Linked DNA regions of Sus scrofa: region 1 is linked to region 2. A link is a contact called in public promoter capture Hi-C data. All regions are on one chromosome and are shown on one strand. Each heading gives the region's core, a stretch centred on a gene start, on an enhancer-like site or on the middle of the called end of the contact. The rest is flanking DNA. Distances are from core to core; before and after follow the strand shown. Region 1 holds the start of KIAA1324 (UPF0577 protein KIAA1324 homolog). Region 2 holds the start of AMIGO1 (amphoterin-induced protein 1).

The links. Promoter capture Hi-C pulls out the DNA fragments that hold promoters and counts their contacts.
Region 1: a promoter capture Hi-C map of fetal liver shows a contact between it and region 2, with 2.9 times the contacts expected there. The contact joins the promoter of KIAA1324 here to the promoter of AMIGO1 in region 2. A contact is called at or near these places in 1 of 5 promoter capture datasets (fetal liver) and 1 of 47 Hi-C or Micro-C datasets (embryonic fibroblasts).

Annotation. Positions count from the first base shown.
Region 1 is chr4:110,952,034-110,955,952 of Sscrofa11.1, reverse strand. KIAA1324 (UPF0577 protein KIAA1324 homolog) reads left to right here and starts at 1,861. Exons shown (of 22, transcript XM_013997295.2): 1 at 1,861-2,199. The coding sequence starts at 2,047. It overlaps C4H1orf194, which reads right to left and starts at 1,763. Exons shown (of 4, transcript XM_021090091.1): 1 at 630-1,763. The coding sequence starts at 710.
Region 2 is chr4:110,618,709-110,622,651 of Sscrofa11.1, reverse strand. It overlaps AMIGO1 (amphoterin-induced protein 1), which reads right to left and starts at 2,223. Exons shown (of 2, transcript XM_005663589.3): 1 at 1,876-2,223; 2 at 1-1,432. The coding sequence starts at 1,367.

The sequences.
Region 1 (3,919 bases), core at 612-3,111, 330 kb before region 2:
GGAACAGGAGCTACATCTAATTTATCTATACATCCTCCGTGTTTAGTAGGGGGCCTGGCATATGGTACATAATAAATGTTGAACAAACAAAAGGGAGTTCTTTGATTTTGTTATTATCTGTATTTTGCACCACTTCAAACATCTCAAATGCTTCTACCAGGAAAAAAAATTCACCTAAATTCCCAAATCACTGGCCACCAACATTAAACACACTTATATATACACATTCCAGCATGAATCAGAAGACATGTATAAAGCATGACCTGTGGTTTTCAGAGGATTCTTTCCCACTCCACAGATCCTACCTCTTCAGAGAACAGTCTTCCAAAGAGGGTAAAGGGTGGCTGGGCGGAACCTGGGCGTGGCTTGTGTAAGTCCCCTTATACCAAGGGGCTGCCAGTGCTCCTGGTTCCCGGACTAAAGCTCTACTTCTCTCTGCTCAAAAGCACTTCTGAAACGCTGTCAGACCTGAACATGGGAACATGGAGGCAGGCAGAAGGCGGACTTATCCGGTCCCTAACTCACCGTCCTCACCAGAGCCCGGTTAAGTTACTATCTCTTCCCGTCACGCTGACAGAAAAAAGAATGCCGTCGACACTGCGGGGAATATGTGCAAGAAACCTCAGTACCTTGGAAGCCCGTATTTTTCCCAAGTAGGAATCATCGTTATCCAAAGTGGAATGCTGGAAAGGGTCTCGGGTGAGAGGCATGGTAAAATGCCGAGCGAGACGCTCTTTAGAGGGACGAGAGGCCCGCGCAGCCGCACACACCTTCGCGCGCGGAGAATCGCGGGTCCCAATTGTTTGGAACGCCCGATTTCAGTTGCCAGGCAACAGCCCCGCCCCCTGCGACTGAGGTGAAGTCCCTCGGAGAAGGGCGCCACCTGGCGGTCCAACGCGGGAGGCCCCTCGGAAGAAACTATCAGGAATACAGCGTGAAGCACCGCAGAGTATGCCAAGGAGCGCTGGATTTGCAATCCTGAGTCTTCGGTGAAAAACGTCGACGTCCCATTGTACGGGTCTTCTGCAAAAGATTTCAGTTGTGGAAAAAATTCCTAAAAGATGCCCCAGAAATGTTCTTCTCTCTGGCATCTAACAAAAGGATTTCTCAAAGCTATGAGAGAATGAGGATGTCAAGAGACAGAAGAATCCAGTTGCTGTGCTTGGAAAATTGCTAGCTAAAGCAAACTTTCCTTGCTTTAACTCTATTTAACTACGCGAGCCTCAGGGCTTCACATAGAGCCTGTTGTCAAGGCACGGATAGGTTTGACGGGATAAAAGTAAGGTCTCCAGGAGTGCACTTGTGGCACAGTGGGTTAAGGATCTGGCGTTGTCACTGCAGGGGTCCAGGTCGCTTCTGTGGCGCAGGTTCGTTCCCTGGCCCGGGAACTTCCACAAGCCGCCGCTGCGGCAAAACAAGAGAGGAAAGAAGGAAAGAAAGAGAGAGAAAGAAGAAAGAAGATCTCTAGAAGTGGCTGTTGCGGTACCGGGGTCACTCTTTTAGGCTATAACCTTTGGAGGAGAGGCGGCATCTCAATCATTTATCACTTCGCACAGAAGTGCTTAATAAGGATTTATCAAGTGCCACGTCTGCAAAATTAGAGATGCTCATAAGTAGTCGATGGCCCGAAATAATGAATTAGATGGCGACGGTTTGGAGGTGGTTTCCACCGCGTTCTTTACACGAGCCCTGTGCGCGCCTGTTGGGCCCGTTGCAGATCCTGGGCGCGTGCATTTTCACGCCGCGCGCGCCAGCGGCGGCGGCTGCTATGGCGACCGGCAGGTGAGCGGCAGAGGAGCGCGTGGTCCCTGCCCCACCCGCGCGGAGGCAAAGAGGAGGCGGTTGCCAAGGCGACGTGGATAGGAGGAGAAGAGGAAGGAGGGAGGAGGAAGGATGGGCGGCCTTGGCGTAGCCGCAGGGAGGTGACTGAAGCGAGCCCAGCCCCTTGCATCCTCCCCCTGTGAACCTCCCTCCCCTTTTTTTCCGCCTTCAGTAGCTACAGACGCAGCACCTGAGCCGCTGCTGCCGCTCGCTCAGAACAACACTATGGCTGAGCCTGGGCACAGCCTCCATCCCTCTGCCAGAGGCAGGGGAAGAACTGAGCGGCGCACACTCCGGCTTCTGCGGCTGCTGCTCTGGGTTGGGACCGCCTTCCAGGTGACTCAGGGAGCGGGACTGGAGCTTCACGCCTGCAAAGAGGTACTGTCCTCCCCGGCCGACCCCACTTGGGTCGACAAAATATTGGATCCTGGCGGAGACCTTGGGATCTGAGCACGGACAGTTTCAGAGGCCACGGAGTTTAGGTTTCTTTGGGGATAAGGCGCGGGGGTGGGGGGAAGAGGAGCAGACTGGCGTCATGGAGAGGCCAACCCACTAGAGGACTCACAGAATAGATCATCCTCACAGCTTGGGCTGCTGAGCTCAGGGGAAAGGTCCCAGCTCCAAGGAGCTCAGGAGGGAACTGAGTCCCTGGACTCGGAAATGAGGGAAGAAGACATGGACTTTTCCCAGCTGCAATGACATTACCTTTAAAGTGATTGAAAACAAAAAGATGATGTATAGAGGGGCAAAATAGAAAGTGGGAAAAGAGAGAAGTGGGGTAAGACGAGTTTGGAAGGCCGGCAGAAAACAGTGGATGGACATGGGAGTCCTTGTGGTTTGATCATGGCTTTAAAAAAGCAGTATGAAGGTGGGAGGTCGTTGAGAGGGACCCCATCTCCTCTCTCCCCTGGGTATGAAACATCCTGTTACCTTGCTGGCTCCTAAACGTGGATCTTTTTTTATAGTTTGCGCCCCCCCCCCCATACACACTTTCTTTAATGTACCTGACAGTGTATGATCCACCTTTGACCAGACTTTCAGCTCTAATATCTCACATTCTGCCAATGTCTACTTCCTTTCTCTGGACTTTTGCTTACATATGTCGTAAGCCTTTTTCAAGGTGTTTCTAAAGTTTTGCTAACATGATTCAGAGAATAAGTACTGAATGTCTTCCCAAGCCAAACTGCCTTTTGAACATTCTTTTGGAGGGATACAAAAAGGCATTAAAGAGCAAAAAAACAGTTTCTGTGGTATTGGAATAATAATTGGTTTGCTCTGAGTAACTTTTTTAAACCATATGGTAGAGGCAGCAACAGCATATTTACAAGAACTGCAGGGGAGAAAGCAAAAAAAGTTCTGTTATCTATGTCGCATGTAAAAAACTCATAATACATGAAGAGTCTAGCCCAGTACAGTTCATCTGAAATGTCATACTTGGTTAAGGTTTTGAGAGATTGAAATTTTTTTATAAGTCATTATTAGCTACTGATTAGCAACAATGAGCCTGTCTCTTGTGGCAATACATTATTGTGAAGGCTTTCTGACTCTACATACAAAATTATGGACTACAAAGTGAAAGGATAGGGGAGAGGAGAGAGTTTTTGTGTAAATAAAGAGATTTGACTTCATTCATGAATATGTATGAGTGACTACGGTCAGTGGGAATTTTGGTAACTTGTATCAGCTCCAGTGATGACCTGCCCTGGGCCAGCCACATTTCCACACAGCCACTTTATGGCCTATTTTAAAGCTGACTGAGGACAGGATGATTTTGTCAGTGATTGTGGCTTACTGGCCTTGGTGGCCTGTGGTCTACCCAACCAGTTCCAACAAGCAAACTCACTTGCCTAAGAATCCAACATGGGTGTCCCCAGAATGGAAGGTAAGAATCTTAGAGTTCAATGACCACTTCTTGTTGAGATCTTTGTGGACGATGGAAAACATGAGACATTTAAGCAATTAAACACTTTGTACCATCTTGCTTTAGAAGGAGGGCAGAATTTTGATACTTGAGAGCATTAACTTGTGTACAAATTTTACCTTTAGTCCTTTTTTTTTTTTTTTATCTTTTTCAGAGCTGCACCCATGGCATATGGAG
Region 2 (3,943 bases), core at 974-3,473:
AGCTTGCCATTTTGCCCGGATCCGGCAGGGTCCAGGAAGGCCACCCGCCGGTCAAAGCCATCATCCTTGTCCCCGCCAGCCATAGGATCGTGGTTGGGTGTGGTGCTAAGCATGGAAGAGCTGAGGCTGTCTCCTTGATGGCTGGACGGCTTCTCGACACCCCGGCACCAGCAGCGGCAAGGGGTGAGGTACAGGTAGATGAGGACCAGGACCACGCTGAGGATGCAGCCCACGAGGGTGGTATAGGCTGTGTTGAGGGTGTCGTGGTGTCCGTGCGAGGTGAAATTGTACACTTTCAACTCCACAGACAGTGTCTCGTTGAAAGCCTCCCCCATGGCATAGCAGGTGTACACGCCCCCGTCCTCGACCTGCACCCGCTGGAAGTGAAGACTGCCGTCGTCCTTGGACACTGTCACCGTGCTGTTGGCCCCCTCCTCTAGCACCCGCTCGTTGCTCGGCGTCACCCACACCTTGGTCATCCCCTGCTGCTTGGTGTCACACTTGATGGTCAAGGTGTCCCCCAGGTGGGCCTCCCAGGCACGCTCCTTGTACTCGCTGCAATTGAGGAAACTCAGATTGAAGACATTGTGCAGCTTCTTGGCGCTCATGCAGTACAGGTCCTCCTGGAAGTCCATCACGGAGCTCAGCTGCCGGTACTGCCAGTGGGAAAAGAGCTGGTAGAGCTCACAGTCGCAGTGCAGGGGGTTGTTGTGTAGGTAGAGCCCGTTCTTGATCCAGGCGGGCAGCTTCTGCAGGTCGAGCAACGGTAAGTTCTTGAGCTTGTTGGAGGAGAGATCCAGGAGCGTGAGTTTGGGTAGCTTGGCGCCTTCCTTGACCAGTTCCAGAGGGAAGCGGGAGATCTGGTTCTGGCTCAGGTAGAGTTTCTGCAGCTGGGCCATGTCGTCGAAGGCGCAGCGGTCCACTGCCATGATGTGGTTATTGTAGAGCAGCAGCACCTCCAGCGCCTGCAGTTCACTGAACAGGAACTCGTCCAGCGTACGCAGCTGGTTGGAGGAGAGGTCCAGGTAGCGCAGGTTGGGCACCGGGGAAAAGGCCTCAGAAGAGATGAAGTTCAGGTGGTTGTGGCTCAGCAGCAGGGAGTGCAGGTGGGTCAGGCGTGTGGGGGTCCACTCAGCCCGCAGGCGGCTCAGGTTGTTGTGGCTGAGGTCCAGCAGCGCCGTGTAGCTGGGCAACGAGTGGGGCACGCTGGGCAGCTGCTGCTTGGAGCAGCTGAGGATGTTGCTGGCGCACAGGCAGGCGGCAGGACAGCTAACCACGGGCCGGCCAGCTCTGGCCACCTCAAAGAGGAGCAGGTACAAGGACAGCAGCAGGAGCCAGAGGCCTCGCAGGTCACGCTGGGGTTGCATAGTGTCACGGGGGAGGGTGAGGAAGGCCACAAGGAAGGTCCGGGAGGAAGTCACCCGGGCATGTTCTGGTGGGTAAGGAAGGGTCATTTTCACGACAGGCTTAAGAGCGACAGGATGGGTTTGTGGTCACCTGGGCCCCTGGCCTCTCCCTCCTTCCCCTCTCCTCCCCCTGCCCCACCCCCGCTGGGCTAGAAGAGAAGGGATGAGATGCTGGGTAGTTCACCGGCACCGTGCAGGCAGTGGGCTCAAAACACTGGAGCCGAGGAGGAGGTAGGCACAAGGGCCTACTGGGCTGGGGTCGCAGCAGTGGGGGATGGGGTATCCCGGGGTGTCAGGGTCACAGAGGTGGCAGGGCCCGCGTCTGGAGGCGGGGTCAGCAGGGCCTTTGGGGAGGAGCTGACGGAAGGTCGACAGGGCACAGACCGGATAGGGAGAATCCCAATAGGGTTGAGGGCCCTGCGAGGGGCCTGTGGGGGCGGGCTCCCCCGGGGGGCTTGGGTCACTGCACCTGCTCGGCGAGGACGTGTCTCAGCCCATGGCGGGTCCGGGAGCTCCTTCGCGGCCTCCCCCGGCGGCGCCTCACCGGCCGGCCTGCCGCGGCGCCCGCTTTACGCAGGGGCCCGCGCCTGGCACCATCGCCTCCCAGGGACTTGCCGGGCTCCGCTCCGCTCTCCCCGCGCCACCGCCTCGACCGCTGAGCCGTGAGAGCCGCCAGACCACGGCCGCTGGCTCCGGGTCCGCGGGGCGGGCGTGCAAGGGTGCGGGGACCTGCAGGCACCGCGATCTCAGCGCAGGGAGCGGCGTGGGGGCAGCGAGCACCGCGCGCGCGCGCGCCCGCCGCCGCCGCCGCCGCCGCCGGAGCCTTGCGGCGCGTGCGCGCGGCGGGGGCGGGGCGCACGTGCGTGTGTTTGTGTCGGAGCCTGGCGGGCGGTCGCGCGCGGGTCCTTCCTTTTCCGAGCGAGGGGGTCGGGACCTGGCAGACCAAACCGACGCGAGGGGGACGCTGGCCCCTTCGTTCCCTTATTACTTCTTCCAGTCCCGTCACCCCCGCCCTTCTACCTTCCAAAGCCGCTCTCGGGAAAAGTAGGTCTTGCTGAAGTGAATTTCGCTGCAACTGACTCCGGGCCAAGACGCGTCACTCGTCTTCTAATTTTACAAATTAGAGAAATCTGGCTCAGCTCCCGGCTGTCAAGGTTGGCGGGAAATTCATCCGTCACGTTCTGAGGTTCCCCCTCCCCTCTCTCTAGGGTTGTCAAGTCTCAAAATTTGGTAAAAAGGTTTGGAGAAGGGCCTTTTTTTTTTTCCCCCCTCAATCTTGAGGTTACCATTCCACCACCCTTGGAGTACCACCGAAAGGGGCCAGCTTCACAGCCCACAAACTGGATAGGCAGGAGGAGGGTAAGGGGGGGGGAATCTTTGGGGCATGCCTAGGCCCTCGATCCACTTCCGCTCACTTCCCCAGACACCCTGTGAAGCAATCCCCCCTCCCCCACCGCGTACAAGCCAGGGACGAGTTTCCATTCATCCCTAGAAACTCCCCCAAAAACCTTCCACGCCTGGAGAGAGAATCATTCATTCCTTAGGCCTGGCCACTTGCCTTCCTCTTAAACCAGTCTCGGTTCTTTCCCCTGCCCTTATGAGGCAATTCCAGCCGAGACCCTCTGTTAGCTGTTCCGCAAGAGGAAGGTGAGGGGGGTTGTCTTTTTCAGGGCGGTCCCTGAGACACCAAGAAGCTGTTAACCAGTGTGTGTTTTGGGGGTTGGTCATGGGGAGAGAGGGATGTAAGAAGAGCCTAGACCTTATAATTCAAGACTTTGGCTATTCTTGGGATATTTGACTCTGAAGGAGAAATTACCTTTTTATTCTTTCTACTCTCTTACAACAGCAAGAGCAAGACTGAAATTAATGTCCCAATACATTAGCCTGCTAAGAGTTTTAAAAAGAAAGAATTTATGTCTGTCACAGGTTTTACCATGAATTTAAGGGAATGTATTATCTCTCTCTCTCTCTTTTTTTTTTTTTTTTTGGTTTTTTGGACCACATCCGCAGCATATGGAAGTTCCCAGGCTAGGGGTCAAATTGGAGCTGTAGCTGCTGGCCTATGCCACAGCCACAGCAATGAAGGATCCAAGCCGAGTCTGCGACCTACACCACAGCTCACAGCAATACCTGATCCTTAACCTACTGAGCGAGGCCAGGGATTGAACCCACCCTCTTATGGATACGAGTCGGATTCGAGTTGGATTTGTTTCTGCTGAGCCACGACGACGGGAACTCCCAGGAATGTATTATCTCTTCAAGGGGTTTTAGCGGGTTAGCCCTATGCACGGTGTGAAAAGCTCTTTCTTTTCCTGTTCATTTCAGGCATCTCTGACCATGTGGGGAGAATATTCAGGGAGTGGGAAGTCCTGAAATCACATTGCATTGGTTCTCTATTGCAGCATAACAGATTACCCCAAAACGCAGTGGTTTAATACAGGGTATACATTAATTGTCTTTCACAGATCCTATTGGTCAGAGATTCAGGAGCGGCTTGGCAGGCAACTCTGGCTTGGAGGTCTCTTGTGCGGTTACAA